Regions from separate parts of the Canis lupus genome. Here region 2 is linked to region 1. Evidence: chromatin contacts called from public Hi-C data. All regions are on one chromosome and are shown on one strand. The core of a region is the stretch at or near the end of the contact, and the rest is flanking DNA. Distances in the headings are between cores, read along the strand shown.

The links. A called contact is a pair of places that touch in the nucleus more often than the background predicts.
Region 2: a contact with region 1 is called in a Hi-C map of blood, with 4 times the contacts expected there. The contact joins the promoter of LOC480476 here to the promoter of ERN1 in region 1. A contact is called at or near these places in 2 of 9 Hi-C or Micro-C datasets (both in blood).

Annotation. Positions count from the first base shown.
Region 1 is chr9:14,915,927-14,919,751 of UU_Cfam_GSD_1.0, forward strand. ERN1 (serine/threonine-protein kinase/endoribonuclease IRE1) reads left to right here and starts at 2,154. Exons shown (of 22, transcript XM_038546864.1): 1 at 2,154-2,272. The coding sequence starts at 2,219. LOC119873254 (a long non-coding RNA gene) reads left to right here and starts at 2,478. Exons shown (of 2, transcript XR_005364302.1): 1 at 2,478-3,406.
Region 2 is chr9:15,117,173-15,121,231 of UU_Cfam_GSD_1.0, forward strand. LOC480476 (intercellular adhesion molecule 5) reads right to left here and starts at 1,264. Exons shown (of 8, transcript XM_038546897.1): 1 at 1,129-1,264. The region is part of intron 1 of SMARCD2 (SWI/SNF-related matrix-associated actin-dependent regulator of chromatin subfamily D member 2); the gene reads left to right.

The DNA of each region.
Region 1 (3,825 bases), core at 904-3,403:
AACCGACTAAGTGTAAAAACAATCTAACTGTGCATAAGAAAGTCTGAGAACCTATAATCATGTTAAGACCATCAGTTAAGGCCTGATTTGGTCCGACTGAGTACAAGATACAAAATATACCTACCTGGCCTAGACTCCTTGGAACAGGTTTTTTTTTTTTTTTTTTTTTTTTCATCAGATCTTTAAAACCGATCTATGAGTCAGATGAGTTAGATTCCCTTTGTGTTTTATCTACTATGTTTACAGGGTCACAATGACATTTTGAATTGTCAAAAGGCTGCCAGAGTTCCAGCACAGAAAGTTCCCCTCCTAGACTTACTCTGAGAAAAAGCAACAGAGAAGGGATGTGAAAGCAGCATTTTCCAGTCAAGCTCCTTTTTTAACTCAAACGTGGTCTTGCAGATCTTGTTGTCAGCTTGCAAGCTGGACAGGTAATCATTAAAGAGCTCCTTCCAGTTTCTGTGTTGTAGGCTCCTCCCTGGACACCTGGCTACAGGGCTCCCTGGAGCCTCTGCTTCCACACATCTGTCAGTCCCAAGCCTTTCCACATTGAAATATGCAGATAACACTTTTCAAAATGTGCCTGCCACTTTCACAGTTGCCAAGATTCATTCTTAGAAATTGGTGTTGGATTCTCCAGCATTGGTACAGATTAATCCCTTGACTTCCATCCAGGCATTGGAGGCTGGGAATAGGGAATTCTGTTTATCAGATTTTGACTTCCAACGAGTATTTGTCTTATACCTGAATAGGATTGATCCACAGTGCACACGGACCAGACATTTGGTCAGTCTCCTGCTAGTTCTTTGCTATTTTCTCTAGCATTGCCCACACCTTTCCCCCAAACCCTGAAAAATCTTAGGCAGTCATGTGAGCAAGTCAGAAAAAATTAGAGAAATTGCTCTCCCCTTTTTCTTTTTCTCCAAGGATATGTAAATGTTATGCTTTGAATCTTAGGTTTTCTTGTTACAAGCAATGTCTTCTCTCCCCACTTCCATTCAAGTTGAGAGCAGCATGGGACCCAGTGACCAAATGGGTGCCAGACGTTTAAATTCAGGTTAATAGTCCATAATCCTCAAATAGATCCTGTATGAGTCCTCAATCCACTCCCTCCAATGAATTGTGGCACATGTCATTTCTAGTGCCACAATGTCACATCTATTAAATGCCACTTAAACACAATACAAACGGGCCGAATTGGTTTCCTTCTTTGCTTATAATTTTTGGAGAATGACTTGTCTGTAGTTTATTCCAGAGGGAATAGATGGCTGTTGGACATGAGTTGAGGGGAATTCCTGAGGGCAAAGGGCAGAAAGGGGCCTTCGGGCTAGCTGAGGCACAGCTGGAGGACCCCAGAGCTGCGGATCTCAGCGCATGGGCTGAAGTGTGTTTGCTGGACTCCCTGCCAGCTCCCGATCCCGGCTCCGGAGGTCGCCCACGATTCCACCACGACGGAAAGACGCGGGCTCTGGACAGCCGGCACCGCCCGTCTCCTGGCCTTTCCCCTGATTCCTACATAGCGGGTTTCTGGGCGGGGCTGGTGGGACAGCCTGGGGCCAGGGTGCACCGCGTGGCGGGACTGCCCGCCTCCCTCAGCCTTCGGCAAAGCTCCCTGCCTCACTCGTTCAGCGCCCCAGACTCGGGACACCCAGGCCTGCTCCTTCTCCCCAGTGGCGGAGGCCGGGCCGCGTACGCTCCGCGGGCAGGAGGCCGGCCCCGCCCCTCCGCCGCGGCCCCGCCCCTCCGCCGCGGCCCCGCCCCTCCGCCGCGGCCCCGCCCCTCCGCCGCGGCCCCGCCCCTCCACCGCGGCCCCGCCCCTCCGCCGCGGCCCCGCCCCTCCGCCGCGGCCCCGCCCCTCCGCCGCGGCCCCGCCCCCGGCCCGGCCCCGCCCCCTCCGCTGCATCCCCGCCGCGGCCCCGCCCCGGCGGCACAGCCCCGCCCCCGGCTCCGCCTTCAGGCCCGGCTCCCGCCCAGTTTCGGGGCCGCCTCTAGGTCAGCCCCGCCCCCGGCCCCGCCCCGACCGGAAGAAGCGCCGGCACCCGGCGCTTATAGGGCTGGGCATGGGGGTGCCACCACCGCCTAGTCAGCTCTGCGTCCGCTGAAGTCCTGCCGCCGCGGCGCTGTCGTCGCGGCGCCCCCGCCCCGTCCTCAGCCCGCCCGCCCGCACCGCCCCCCGCAGCCGGCCGGCCGGGCCGGGAGCCAGGCCCAAGTCCTCGCCATGCCGGCCCGGCTGCTGCTGGCGCTGCTGGCGCTGCTGCTGCCCGGCCCCGGGGTGAGTGACCGGAGGAGCGCGGGGTGGGGGACCGCGCGGGGACTGGGGTCCAGCCGGGAGCTCGGTGGCGGTGGCGGCCCGAGGCCCCGCGCGCCCCAGCCGAGGCTCGGGCGGGGAGCGAGCCCCTCCGGGCCGGCCTGGCCGCCGCGCACGCCTCCCGAGGGGCCTCGCCGGCCAGCGCCGCTGTCACGGGCTGCGTCTCCCGCGGCCCCGGGCGCTCCCGCACAACTTCGGGGCCTCTGGAAGGCCCGGGGCGCTTGGGAGGCCGCCCCACCTGCCGGACCCTTCCCGCAGGTGGGCGCGGGCACTGCCTGGCGTGGCGCCGGGGCAAGGACGGAAAAGGGCCCCTGTAATCGGGGGGAAGGGAATGTCTTGCGTTTATAATCCTTGTTTGAACTTTTGAAAATGCGAGAACTTTGGGAAACGAATGCAGCTGGGAGCGGGCCAGCGTTTTTACCTGCGAGGTTGGTTCTGCTTACCTGCCTTGCAGGTTTCTAAGGACTCGGAGGCAAGGGGCTTCCTTTTGTGCACCACGACTTCGCTAAGCAAGTTAAGCTGTGGGAATTACGCTCCTTTTAAGATCCCATGTGGGACAGCGGTGGAGCCGCTTCAAAACTTGAAATGAAAGACGGTCTCCTCTTGTAGAGCTCTGTGGAGCCGTCTGGAAACCTCTTTTCATCTTTTCCTGGAGAGAAGCGCCTGGATTACATTGATTTAACTATTTAAGGCCTCTACTCAGCCTGTGGATATGGGCTCCGTGTCTCGGGAGGACATTTTGTGGACAGAGTTGCCTCTTTTCCTTCTAGTTGAAAGAACCTAAATTAGTGGTTTTTAAAAAACGCATTGTTCAGGATGTGGGTATGGTACATCGGTTCAGGTTCTGTTTAATGACTTCCACACTGTACCCTTTAATATGGTATATCGTGTACCCGGTGTGTCCAGGTGGAGAACTGACACGTGTGTACCTGAGTACCACACTGTGAAGTCTTCGGAGGTTATGCACTTTTGGTAAATAATAGTCCATGCTCTCGGAGTAACAAGAATTTGGAAACAGATGAAGATATAAGATCACCTTTTTCAAATTTAGGATGGGGGTTAGAGAAAGACTTGTACACACTTCACAGTAAAACTCATGTAAGTTAAGTTTTTCTTTTTTTAAAGATTTTATTTATTTGAGAAAGAAGGAAATATGGGGGGGGGGCCCGCTATGAGGGAGAAGTAGACTCCCCGCTGAGCACAGAGCCCCACAGGGTTTCATCCCAGGACCCTGGGATCATAACCTGAGCACAAGGCAGATGCTAAACCAACTGAGCCACTCAGGCACCCCAAGTTTTATCTCTAATTAAAAAAAATTCCACTTTCATAACTAGGGTCACACTTTGAACTTGAACACTTCGCTTCACCTTGGATTGGTTAACTGTTGCTTGGCAGCTGTTCATAAATAAGAATATAAACAGAAGGACCAAACAAATGTTATGGAAATTGATCATTTTGTATCAGGGCCTAAGTATATATATGGTCTTCGCCACATTTTTCCGTGGGTTGTTCTTTCA
Region 2 (4,059 bases), core at 14-2,513, 200 kb after region 1:
GCAGGTTATGATCAGGTACTGGGAACGTACAATTTGACGTTCATTCATTTTCCTAAGAAGAAACCAAGCAGCATCTCTGAGGGGAAATGATTTTTAAATCTTTTTAAAATTCCTTTGGCTTACTTGCTCTGTAGCTGAGATCCCAAACTCAAGAGTTAAAGGGTCTGAAATCTTAGACCTACAATCCAGCCCCAAAAAGGGCTGCAGAGGGGCAGCCCCGGTGGCTTAGAGGTTTAGCGCCGCCTTCAGCCCAGGGTGTGATCCTGGGGACCTGGGATCGAGTCCCACGTCAGGCTCCCAGCGTGGAGCCTGCTTCTCTCTCTCTCTCTCTCTGTATCTCTAATAAATAAATAAATAAATAATCTTAAAAAGGGGTGGGGGCTGCAGGAAGAGCGCAGGCAGTTGAGGGGAGCCACAAACACGGATCTGCCGCCGCGATTGCTCTGGCAGGGTTAGCCCGCCTGGATTTCCGGTTCAGGTCTGCCCGCCCCGCCCCCCCCCCCCCCCTCCCCGGGTTTCTCGCAGTTTCCTAGCCAGGCGGTAGTCACACCCCACCCTCTACACTGTCTTTTCCCTCGAATTCCCTTGAATTCGTTTCCTGCTCTGGGGACAGTGCCCTCCACCTGCCCCGCCCCCGGGTTCAGGATACCTTCCTCCAGGCGCCCAGCACCACCAGCCTGCCTTCCGCCATGCCCAGGCCGCAGCCCGCGCCCCAGCTGCCGCCGCTCTCACTCCTCCTCGGGCCTGCTCGGCTACTGCCCCCCCCACCCCCGACTGTTCTGGCTGCTACAGTAGTTACAGACACTGAGGGACGTGGCGCTCGAGGCCCGGTCCCGCTCGGAAGGCGCCTCGGATCTCGCGCGCACCTGCGCACACACCGTGGCTCCCACGCTCTCGGCCCGATGGGCGCGGAAGCCTTTAAGGGCTGAAAGTATTTAAAACATTAAAGACGTGAGGGGGAAAATAATACATCGGTGAAGGCTCCTCAGGGTTTCCGGCCCGCTGCCGCGTGAGAAGGCGAAGCCCGCCACACCGGGTCAGACCTCCGCAGACTTGACGGGAAAGCCGGAGGAGGCCCAGGCACGAGCGGCGGCACACAAGTCCTAAATCCTAGACCTAAATCCTCACTCAGGGCCGCTCCTCGCTGCTCCCGTGGCTCCTCCGCTGCCTCGACCGCCTCGCCGGGGTCCGCTGACTTGCCGGCAAACCCGCCACGCGCTCCGACCGTTTGGAACGCACCGCCAAAAGGGGGCGCGCGCGAGAGCTCCTGGCCCGAGGATTTCCTGATCTGCCTAGAAACTCGTGACGTCGACGCAGAAGCTTAGCAAGGGTTGGCCGGAGACAAGTGGGGCGGCCCAGGAAGCTAAAACCACAGGAGGGGTTTGCGGGGAAGATACGGGTAGAGAAGCCCGTATCTTGCTTGGCAGAGAGCGCATATTTGACCAAGGATAATAGCCACTAAATGAAACAAAGTGAAAACAAAAGAGAAAGGGTCTTTATGGCAAATAATGGCACTATAAGAAAAGCAAAGCGTCGTGCGCCCCTGTGCCTATTGGTCAGGTGGTACGACCTGAACAGGTGCGGGCCCGCGCGCGGGAAGCCGCTGCGCACGCAGCTTCTTTGACGTTGGGGCTCGGTGCCTGCCTCGCTCAGAAATCCCGTTGGGGTCACGGAGGACTTTTCCTGGGTGTCCAGGGAAATGAGTACCTCGGAACCGTTTGCCAATATCCGAAAAGACCCTTTTGTGCCCTCCGCCCCCGTTTCTCCGTATACAAGTAACACGCTAGAGTGAAGGAGGATTCCCTTCCTCACTTGGTAAGGAACGTGCCTGCGCTCTTGCTCCCCCGCCCACGGGCTACCCATAAGCCGTAAGAATGGGGGTGAGTAAAATCCTCTGTTGCGCCCCCCACCCGAGACCCCTGTCCTCCGGTCATGCCGAACGTCTTCCGAGGCTCGTTTCTCAGGAACACGCTCCTGTGCCCAGACTGGGCCGTTCTCAGGGGCGTCGTGCTGTGTGCTTGGCTCTCCCTCGGTCCTCGTCTGACCGTGGGCCCTGGGCTGAGTTTTTGGCGCAGTGAACTTTGGGGATTTGGGAGTTTGTTTTCCGGGCACCAGTTACTACGTGCATTCCCCATCTCGTTCACTGTGACTCTTTTGAGGAAGGCACGACTGTTAACTCCATTTTATGGATAAAGGCTTATTTATTCGAGGTAATGAGTGAGCGGCCTCTTGTCTGAGAAGCGTCTCTTGTACCCTCATTGCACTGATGCTTTGCATCCTTTCGTTCTGACAGTTTGAGGGAGAATGTCACGTGGAATAGAAGGTTTGGGGCCAGACGGACGTGTCTGTAAATTCCTCTTCCATTCTTACTAGCTTTGGGACTGTGGGCAAGTTACATAATTTCTAGTTCCTCTTCCGTCAAAAGGAACGACATTTATGTATATGAAAGTGCTTTCAATTGTTTTTGACACTAAATAGGTGTTCAATAAAGGGTCGTCTGTTTTCCTTTTGCAATCACAGAAAGGCCTTTCCTGACTACTCCCCCTAAAACTGCCAGGGTTTATTCGAGCCTAGTTGGTGACACCTATCATAGCCACCCCTTCAAGCTACTCTCATTTCTCTTTTATGGTTTTGAATGGGTTTTGCTCATTCATGTTGAATATTTCTGCAGGGGCGCCTGGGTGGCTCAGTGGTTGAGTGTCTGCCTTAGGCTCAGGTGATGATCCTCAGGTCCTGGGATTGAGTCCCACATCAGGTTCCCCATTGGAAGCCTGCTTCTCCCTCTGCCTATGTCTCTGCCTCTCTTTCTGTGTCTCTCATGAATAAATAAAATCTTAAAAAATATATTTCTGCAAAATGTTACCCAGTCAACATCATAATCACCCCTTGCTGGAAACCACAGGATTTTTATTTTCCAGCTGCTTATTTTTATGAGGTACTTTTGAATGTCATTTTTTTAAATGTCATTTTCTATTTTGTCACACACGTATACTCTTGTCCTTTTCCCAATTCCTCAATGGCATATCAACCTTAACTTTAGTTTCTTCAATTAAAATCTTAAATGTTAACGTTTTAAGGCTGTTGTGTGATCCCATCTACTAAAAGTAGCTATATTATATAAAAATGTTTTTTTAAGCTTTATTTATTTATTCATGAGACACACACACACACACACACAGAGAGAGAGAGAGAGAGAGAGAGGCAGAGACACAGGCAGAGGGAGAAGCAGGCTCCATGCAGGGAGCCCCATGTGGGACTCGATCCCAGGTCTCCAAGATCAGGCCCTAGGCTGAAGGCAGCGCTAAACCACTGAACCACCCAGGCTGCCCTAAAAATGTTTTTTTTTTTTTTTTTTTTTTTTAATTACAGTACTTTTAGAAATTGGTCCCTGGTAAATTGAATTTTGGCAAGGGGGCTTGCTTCAGTTGACCCATTTCTTTATGTGAATGGTGCTTTCCTAGGGAAGTAGAGAAATCATTCCTTCAAATGGATAATTGCTTTGGCCTGAGTAGTCATGGTTGTGAGAGTGGGTTATAGAAACCGTAGATTTGGGGCAGCCCGGGTGGCTCAGTGGTTTAGCGCCCGCCTTCAGCCCAGGGCATGATCCTGGAGTACAGGGATCGAGTCCCACGTCGGGCTCCCTGCATGGAGCCTGCTTCTTCCTCTGCCTGTGTCTCTGCCTCTCTCTCTCTCTCTGTGTGTGTCTCTCATGAGTAAATAAATTAAATCTTTAAAAAAAAAAAATAAACCGTAGATTTGAACCTAACAAAAGCAGGAGAAACCACAGCTAGAGGGATGTCCTCTTCTGAAGTAGCATCTCCCTTTTGACTGCTTTACTTGGTTTCTGGGCTCCCCAAATCTGCTACTTCCCTGATCCCCCAAGACTCTTTTTCTCCTTACCTGTTTTTTATTCCTGGGGGCCATCAGTGCCCGGCTCATAGGCACATCACTTATAGAAGCTATATAGAGTCAGTACAGTCTTCATCAGAATTAGAAGAACAGATAAATTAATGGTTAAAATCAGGAGTTAGTATTAAGTGAATCAACCTTGGCTGGCCC